Regions from separate parts of the Lactuca sativa genome. Here region 1 is linked to region 2. A link is a contact called in public Hi-C data. All regions are on one chromosome and are shown on one strand. The core of a region is the stretch at or near the end of the contact, and the rest is flanking DNA. Distances in the headings are between cores, read along the strand shown.

Region 1 (4,709 bases), core at 1,437-3,936, 300 kb after region 2:
AATTATTCTCTTGCAACGGGTTGGTGGACTCATGACTTTGTGTTTTCAATGCATGCATGTGATATGCAGTAAAAAAAAACAAAAAACAAAAAACTTTTTTTTTCTTCTTTGTTTATATAATTTTGTACAGATATTCCACTTCATTCAATTCTACATAATTTTCTCTGGAAAATCTTTCCACTTCACTCAATACCTTCTGCCTTGTTACCGAGTTAGTTTGTAAATTCATTAAAAGAAATGGAAGGAAAATATTGATAGAATGAAAGAGAGGGAAGGAAATTTATGTATTCCGTGTTCCTGGGTTCGAAGAAAATGAAAGCAAAATTTTAAGTTTATGTGTTCCCGAGTTAGGAGGAAAAAGAAGAGAAAATTAAAAGATTATAATTATACCCCTATTTATGCATCATGTTTAGAACATATAAACAATATGAATCAACTACATTGGAAATCAAAATCAATCAAAAACTTATAATCAAACAATCAACTAATGTAATAAACTCAAGTCAACAAAGAAAAACTAGAAAATCAAAATTTCATATGACTCACTTTTTAGCTCCATTCATCATCTTTCTTAGAAATATCTTCTGCATCTTCATTGAAGAACTAAAAATGGTTCTAGCATCGGCTTGATTACACGACAAATATATGAAAGCATCTGTAAATTCATCAACATCCAACCCCATCAACTCTAATTCTTTCTCAATTTCCTCACCGGTATAGTCACGAGATTGGTTCCCTTCCCTCATAACATCAACGATTTCATTAAATGTTTACACAATATTGTGTTCAAAAGATTTTGGTTGAGGTTTAGGTTCAAGTTCAGCTACTACTTCATCTTCATCTTGAAGTTTTCTTTCTAGTTTTCTATTTTTATTTTTAGCTTCTTGGCTTTTGAACTCTCATTGGGTAAAACATTTTTTCTTTGGTTGTTTCCGCTTTTGATCTTGATGCTCTATCATCTGAAAATAACATCACCAATTGATCATAATTTTAAATTTTCTTGGTCCTAAATGCAGCTGCATCAGGGTTTGCCTAAACAAACCCAAAAATTAATTAGTAAAGTTAATGGTGCAAAAAATATATAAAAAAATAAATCATATGTAAAACCAACACATACACTAATTAATTGTTCCCATACTTCCTCCTCTGCTTCAATGTATCTTGTTTGAGAATTCTAGGAGAACTCACTCAACGAAGTACCCCGATACATATCATACCATTTACTAAAATTATCTTTTAAAGTTTTCATTCGATTTTTAGTTGATCTTTTGTAATAGACCTGTTAAACTTTTTACTCATCCTTGCAATCATGTTCGCATAAGCTTGCGAAGTGAATGTACCATCAGCCGATTACCTATTTGATCTTCCTTTATTAGAGCTTCAACGAGAACGTTATCCATATGATGTGTCCATGTCAAATTTTCTTTTTTCACTACACTTCCATCAGCTACCCTTTTCGTCATGGTTGCTTTGTAGATATAAAGATAGTATAATGAGCCAGACATTATATATATATATATATATATATATATATATATATATATATATATATATATATATAAGAATAAGATGGCTCATAATATAAATAACACCATCAAATAAATTAATTGCAAATGTCACTACAGAATTAAACTAAAATAACATAATGAACTAAAATCGACATATTATTGATCTAGTATAAAACTAATTAGACATATCCATTTCATTGTTTGGTTTCAACGAGTAATCATCCCATATTTGAGTTGTAATAGCGTTCCTCAATTCCTCAGCTTCGTTACTATACACGCGTTCGTTATTAACATCATGTCTCACTTGTTGTGGTTGTTCATCCAACACCTCTTGTAAGACTTCATATTCAAGTTTTTTGTCACGGTCTTCGGCGAGTAAAAAATTTTGTAAGATGCAACATGCCACAAAAATGTCCGATTGTGTGTCACACGAGTAAAAAGGTTCCAGTGTACTTCTAACGATTGGGAACCTTCTTTTTAGAACACCAAATGCCCGTTCTATTGCGTTACGTAAAGAAGCATGTCAAAGATTGAACAACTCCCTAGCGTTCACTGGGGGTGAGTAGAATACTCTTTCAAATGATACCTAACACCTCTATATGATGTCATTAGTTCAAGGGTATGAGGCAAACAGGCGTCTACCAAATAATATCGTCCTATAAATAACATGTAATTAGTTTTCTAATAAACGAATGCAGATAAAATTAAACTACTTAATAGAAATTACCCTTAGGAATTAGTAGCTTATCGTCTCTTTTAAGTGCATCTTTCATTATCCTTGAGTCAGAGGCAGTACCCTCCCACCCGGTTAAAACGTACGTTAACTTCAAATCAAATGAACATGCGGCTAAGACATTTATCGTAGGGGCCCTTGCGACCATGATATCTAGTGGCATCCTTATTCGGTAGTTTTACATGAACATGTGTCCCATCAATTGCCCCTACACAATTCTTGAAGTAGGGATAAAATCTATTTTTCTCTTGAATTTCTTTCGAGACAACATCACCTTTAGGTTGTTGAATGTAGTAACTTTCTAATGCTACAACCGCACGAAGAACTCTATGGAAGCACCTACTTGTTATAGATTTAGCGTGTCCATACATGAAAGAGACCATGGTGTTTCTCATATCGTTACCTATGATGTGCAGAAACCTTGCAACATGTTCTTCAACAAACATGCTTGTGTAGGTCGCAGGCCACCGTCACATTGTAAGATAGTACACAACTTTGGAAAAGCTTGCTCACGACATTTCCCACCTTTTACAAGTTTGTGTAATAGTCGTTCTCGTTCAAGTTGACGCTTTAACATTTCTTCCTTACTTAGTAAATTATGATTACTTTTTTTTCGAAATTCTACGATGTATTACAATGGCCATGAACATTAGAATAACCACTAGCCTTCGTCTTTTTTCCCATCATCATCTTGGTTGGCCATGGCACTCTCTTAATCCTAAAATACAACTTAAACACAATAATAGATGGATGAGTAATGCAACATGAAAAAGCATGACTTCGGCTAGACACTATGCTATAAATCCTAATATGAAAAAGATTGAAATAGGAACCAATCATTTGATCAAGAAAAAAAAAAGCCCAACGACAAAGAATACAAATTAACTGTTGACTTCCAAGTCTTCAATATTGGGAATAAGTAGACTTGTGGCTTAGCACATTTACATCTGCCATAGGAAATAGACTTTGCCACAAACCATTTATTTCTATTAATACAATAATAGCAGTTGCCTAGGACCAAAAGAACATATTTTTTTATAATTGAGAGTTCGAGTTATTTATTGTTTTGCACCGAATACAACTTTCTGGATTGGACTAAAAAAATAAGTTTTGTTTCACATCAGTTGTCAAACACATTACACAACATGTTCTATCAAGTTGTTCATATATAAACTACACGTATTCCAAAATTCACATATATTTATACCCAGAGGCGGAACACAACCACCATAAGTGAAGGGGGCGAAACCATATTAAGTTATTAAGCTTAAATGAGATTCATTTTGTGATTCTTTTTATACAAAAAATATATTAATTAACTTCAAAATGAGATTATTTTAAAATAAACGTTTGTATCACATAATATTTCTTAACTAATTACAACATATCAAATAAATTTTGATAAAATAAAGAAATATATGATGCCTTTATGACAAAAGTAAAATATATTTAATTTATCTTTCTTTTACCCTTTTCTTTATAGCTCAAAAGATTTGAATTTTTAATAAGACCAAAATTATCAAATCTTAACATAACAATATCTCTAACAAAAGTAAATAAATATATCATGAGTTTATTGACAAAAATATACTAAATTACCCATATTTAAAACAACTCGTCTGTAGTTTAGTATAACAATATCTCCAGTAATTTGGTTTTAAAATAACTTAAAATAAATATTAATCTATATACTGGGTTTTCAAGAAAAGTTAACATTTGTGTTTCATATTATTTAAAATAGTAAAAGTAGTTCACAAAATTACATTGGGCAGTGTGTCTCTTTTTTTCTTTTTGAAAACCTTAGAAAAAGATACTGGCAGCTAAAACACCTCACAAAACTCGAAGTTGGTTTTCTCCCGGAGGTAAAAACGGAAACCAAATATACAAGGCAAAGCAACTTTGAAGATGTGAAGCAACCAATGAGATGCGAAGTTGCGCAGACGCCGGGAAGAGGCAGTATATCTTCGTCGGAGATTTCAATCAACGAAAAAGTAGCAGCAGTAGTTCATTTTTTTTTTGCCTCCTTTTCACTTTTCCTTATCATTTTTACAGATCTCCTTCTCTACATTGCTAATTAGTAGGCCAAAAAACGGGGAGGCCATGGCCTCCCCTGGCCCCTTAAAGGATCCGCCATTGTTTATACCAAAACCACAGCCTTCCATAACTCAATTCACAATCACATTCCAACTAACCACATTACAATTGGGATAGTAACTGAAGCACATCTAAACAAAACTAAAATGTGACACTAAGTTTAACAGATGCATAAACGGATAAACCTAACAAGAGACTTCCAAATATTTTTATCTCAATATTAAAAAGACATTCAACCCGATACCATATCTTATACTTATGGGTCTTTAGTTAATCTCTAACTCCTTAGAGAAGACCATGAATGTCCAATGGGATCATTTGTTAGCTTCAAATCTTCGATAGATTTGTTTTTGTTGCATATTATAAAAAAGAAA
Region 2 (4,597 bases), core at 2,037-4,536:
ATCGTTCCAACATCTCCCAAGATCAATTAAGCACTTACATAAAGACTAAACTACAATGGAAACAAAATAAAATAAAACAAATTCTTCAACTAAACAACGTCGGGTGTTACGTCTTTGCGGAATTCTGTCGACTTCTAGATCAATCCTTCTCCTTGAACTTTTTCCTGCCACTTGCTAAATAGTTTCCTGGTTGCGCACATTTAAAGTATCTAAATGGGTAAGCCTAGGGCCTAGTGAGTTCGTGTTGCACATACATGTTCATCACTTAAAAAAAATATAGTTTTATCATATAGTTTCAAGAAATCATATAACAAACATATCACCCGATGACATAATTTAGGGGAACGATTAATTATCCAGAGAAAGAACCAAAGGTTCACTTCCCTTTCCATGAGACAACTAATCATCCATTGTACTCAAGTATTTTAAATATCCAAGGAATGAGTATGATTCTCAATTCCCATCCCCGCCGATCACACACATCCGTCATGCTCACAACGATTAAACACCCACCCGTTCCCACTAAACACGTCATCCAAAAAAAACACACACAACGGATAACAAATCGAAAATAACATTTGCACCCAACCATACTTATCATAAAGCATACTGTCAATAAGTAAATAAAAACCACATAATAAACGCATGATAAACATTTATGTGCAAGAAACCACAGAACACGAAAAAAAAACTCACCTCCTTGGCGTTTAAGTCTTAACCGAATCTTGTCACGCTACTCGCACCCTCAATTTCCGGTTTGAATCCCGAAAATCTTCACAACCTTCTACCTCCGAATTCTCCCACGAATCCTAGTCGTTTCTTGCAATTCTAATGGGGTTTTCACTCGATTTTTCGAGCTCTTTATAATGCGTAAGGCCTTGGATGTTATAAACCCTTCAAATGGTCGAATTTATTTCCACAATGAAGGTGACGGGTTTGGACATTAAACCTCATAACTCTCTACTAATTAACTCATTAATCCTTGAACAAATGATTATATTATAATAATATAATCTGATTATATATTTTTGTATACTTATTTTGATACGATTTGTCACAAACTTCCCTCCTTCGAAAAATTCCGTCCGCGGAATTTGAACTGAACAACCAAATAAGGGTATTTGGTCTTCTTATCTCATACGTTTCCCCATGTCGCATCTAACCATTTATGTTACTTTCACTGAGCTTTCATGATTTGTATCTCCACATTCCTTAACTTCTTGACCAGGTAATCCATTTCTCGTTGTAATGTTTTCCAAAATGGTGACATGAAACTAAGGTTCTAATCATAAATAGACAAGTAAAAGATTTCATTATTAACTATTCCCACAAGTATATTTCATTCAATGACACAATTTAAAGGAACATTTCAGATATCCAGAGAAAGAACCAATGGTCCACTTCCCTTCCTACTTGGCAAAACACATCCATTATGCTCATGCATTTAAATATCCAAGGAAATGAGTAACGTCTCAATTCCTATCTCCCGCCGGTCACACCACACTCGTTTTGTTCCCGGCTATTATACACCCATGTCCTCATTAAATGTGTCATCATATATTAGGCAAAAATTCTAAAATCTTTCCACTTCTCCTCTACCGAGGATTGTTTCCGACTCTTCTCCAGTCCACCCAATAGTCTGACGCTTACATAAATTCTCATCATTTTGAATCTTACTTGATTCCTTCCTTATCTTATGACTTAGTATATAAGTGACAACGTTAACCTTCCGTAATAAGTAAAGATCTTACACCTTCTTTGACTTTTGGTAATCCATGCATATCTAGATCGTCCCATCCTTTTCGAGTAGGTTATGCAACTATTAAATAAATCCTTTCATCCTTATTGGTGCTAACCAATAGGACTTTCAAGAAATCCCTTACCAATGATATATTTGTCATATCATGTTTTCCTATTTCGTACCCATGCCCGAATAGCTTTCTTACTATGTTAACTTGGTTTTTAACAACCAATCTATTCCTACCACGATAATCAAACAACATAGTGTTACGAGTGCTAGTATTAATGGTGCTAAAAGAACTGTTTATCTAAATCAAACAATCATCAAATTCCGTTCTTACGATTACACAATGATCATCATCGGTCTTTTTTTCTAAAGCTTTTGCACCCATAATTAGGAACTTACAAAAAGTAATGAAAAAAAATGTTTGCATCCACATTCAATAACACCCATAATATAGAGTTTACTAAGAAAGCACACGCCACTATATCGGGGTATCATGAGCTTCCTGAGCTATCATATGGAAAACTCTTCCGTTTGTCCTTGTCGTTTCTGCCTTTTCATCTCCCGACCGATTCTCTTTCTCTGTCATCATGCGTTGATTATTGTTACCCTTATTTTGAGGACAGTTTGACCTGATGTAATCTGGGGACCCGCACCCATAACATACTTTCCCCACTTTACAATCAGAAGCGATATGTCCTATTTTTCCACATTTGTAGCAAGTTCTTTGATTCATATTACACTCCCCTTTATGGAATCGTTTGCATATAGTACATTGCGCTATCCCAGACTGTTGCTCATAGTTACAGTCTGAACTAGAAGTCTTGCCTTTCTTTGAGTCTGTATTTGAACTTTCCAACTTCCTTTTCCCTGAATCCTTATTCTTACCCTGGCGATTCTTTTCCCGCTCTCGGCCTTCCGCGGCGTCTACAGCAGACTGGAAAGTACTTGGTTTCTGAATTTGCACAAATTCATGGATAGCTGTTCTCAATCCCCAAATATAGCGTTCCACCCTTCTTTCTTCTGTAGATACGTAAAATTCGGCAAACCTAGCTTTCTCCGTGAACTTAGTGGTGTACTTCCTCACAGTCATGTTCCCTTGTTCCAGTTTCAAGAATTCTTCCTCGAACTGTTTTACCGTTGTTCGAGGGCAAAACGTTTCTTTAAAGATTCTTAAAAACTCATCCCATGACATGTTCTTGGCCGGCTCACGCCCCCTAACTTCCTTCACCATGCCCCACCAATGTATTGCCTCCCCTTTTAACATTGTCGCAGCATAAATCACCCTGTCCTCATCCGCACACTTGCTAGAATCAAATGTGCCCTCAATCTCCATAATCCATGTTGATGACAAAACAGGATCAATTTCTCCGTTAAATATGGGTGGCTTACAATTCATGAACGTCTTGTAACTACAACCCCTTCGTTCATGGTTGTCAATGTGCCTTGATGGTTGTCCAATACTTGGTTCACGATTTATATTTTGTGTGCTGTATTCGTAGTCTTCTTCACCTCCACCCAAGTTACCTTCATACTCACCCATTATTGCTTCTCGTGCCTGAGCAACTACATCTGGCAAGGTAGCGTGTATCGCCCGAGCAATCTCATCAACCAATTCTTCTCTAGTGATCGTGTTTGCTGCACGACCCCTTCCGCGACCTCGACCTCGAACGCGGTGGGATCCAGAGCTGCCATGGGCTGATTGTATAGGTATTGGTGCTCTAACCGCTCCTCAGCCTCTTCCTCTACCCCTACCTCTTCCTTGGTCCCGTCCACGATTAACGTTTAGGATTAGTGGGGTTTCTGGTACATCTCCTGGTGCTCTAACATAAGCTCCAATTGGGATACGTTCTTCCTCCGGGGTGACCCTAGAAAACCTTCCAGATCTTCTTGGAGACATGATACCTACAAGTGAGATGTGGTCTAATTTAGTCGTTTGATTACCTCTTATTCCTTCCGTCTAAGCTTAAGTGTTTATGCAAACACCTAATCTGCTTAAACAACGCTCTGATACCAACTTGTAACACCCCAATTTTCATATATAGATTATATAACAAATAATCGTTCCAACATCTCCCAAGATCAATTAAGCACTTACTTAAAGACTAAACTACAACGGAAACAAAATAAAATTAAACAAAGTCTTCAACTAAACAACGTCGGGTGTTACGTCTTTGTGGAATTCCTCTGTCGACTTCTGGATCAATCCTTCTCCTTGAACTTTTTCCTGCCACTTGCTAAATAGTTTCCTGGTTGCGCACATTTAAAGTATCTAAATGGGTAAGCCTAGGGCCTAGTGAGTTCGTGTTGCACATACATGTTCATCACTTAAAAAAATATAGTTTTATCATATAGTTTCAAGAAATCATATAACAAACATATCACCCGATGACATAATTTAGGGGAACGATTAATTATCCAAAGAAAGAACCAAACTTCTCCATGAGACAACTAATCATCCATTGTACTCAAGTATTTTAAATATCCAAGGAATGAGTATGATTCTTAATTCTCATCCCCGCCGATCACACACATCCGTCATGCTCACGACGATTAAACACCTACCCGTTCCCACTAAACACGTCATCCAAAAAAACACACACAACAAATAACAAATCCAAAATAACATTTGCACCCAACCATACTTATCCTTGAACAAATGATTATATTATAATAATATAATCTGATTATATATTTTTATATACTTATTTTGACACGATTTGTCACAGTGACGTTTGAGAGTTGTGGGGTTATCAAAACAAGGAGAAATGTCATTAATTGTGTAGATAACCAGATGTTTGTCTTCAATCTTCGAGTTTGCATCCAAGATCTTATGGGTATCAATAATGTTTT

Evidence for each region. A called contact is a pair of places that touch in the nucleus more often than the background predicts.
Region 1: a Hi-C map of leaf shows a contact between it and region 2, with 5 times the contacts expected there. The contact joins the promoter of LOC111879081 here to the promoter of LOC111891113 in region 2. A contact is called at or near these places in 2 of 4 Hi-C or Micro-C datasets (both in leaf).

The regions. Positions count from the first base shown.
Region 1 is chr3:72,345,814-72,350,522 of Lsat_Salinas_v11, forward strand. LOC111879081 reads right to left here and starts at 2,687. Exons shown (of 4, transcript XM_023875558.1): 1 at 2,424-2,687; 2 at 2,236-2,332; 3 at 2,102-2,164; 4 at 1,684-2,006. The coding sequence starts at 2,687. The coding sequence ends at 1,684.
Region 2 is chr3:72,045,530-72,050,126 of Lsat_Salinas_v11, forward strand. LOC111891113 reads right to left here and starts at 3,287. Exons shown (of 1, transcript XM_023887198.1): 1 at 2,226-3,287. The coding sequence starts at 3,287. The coding sequence ends at 2,226.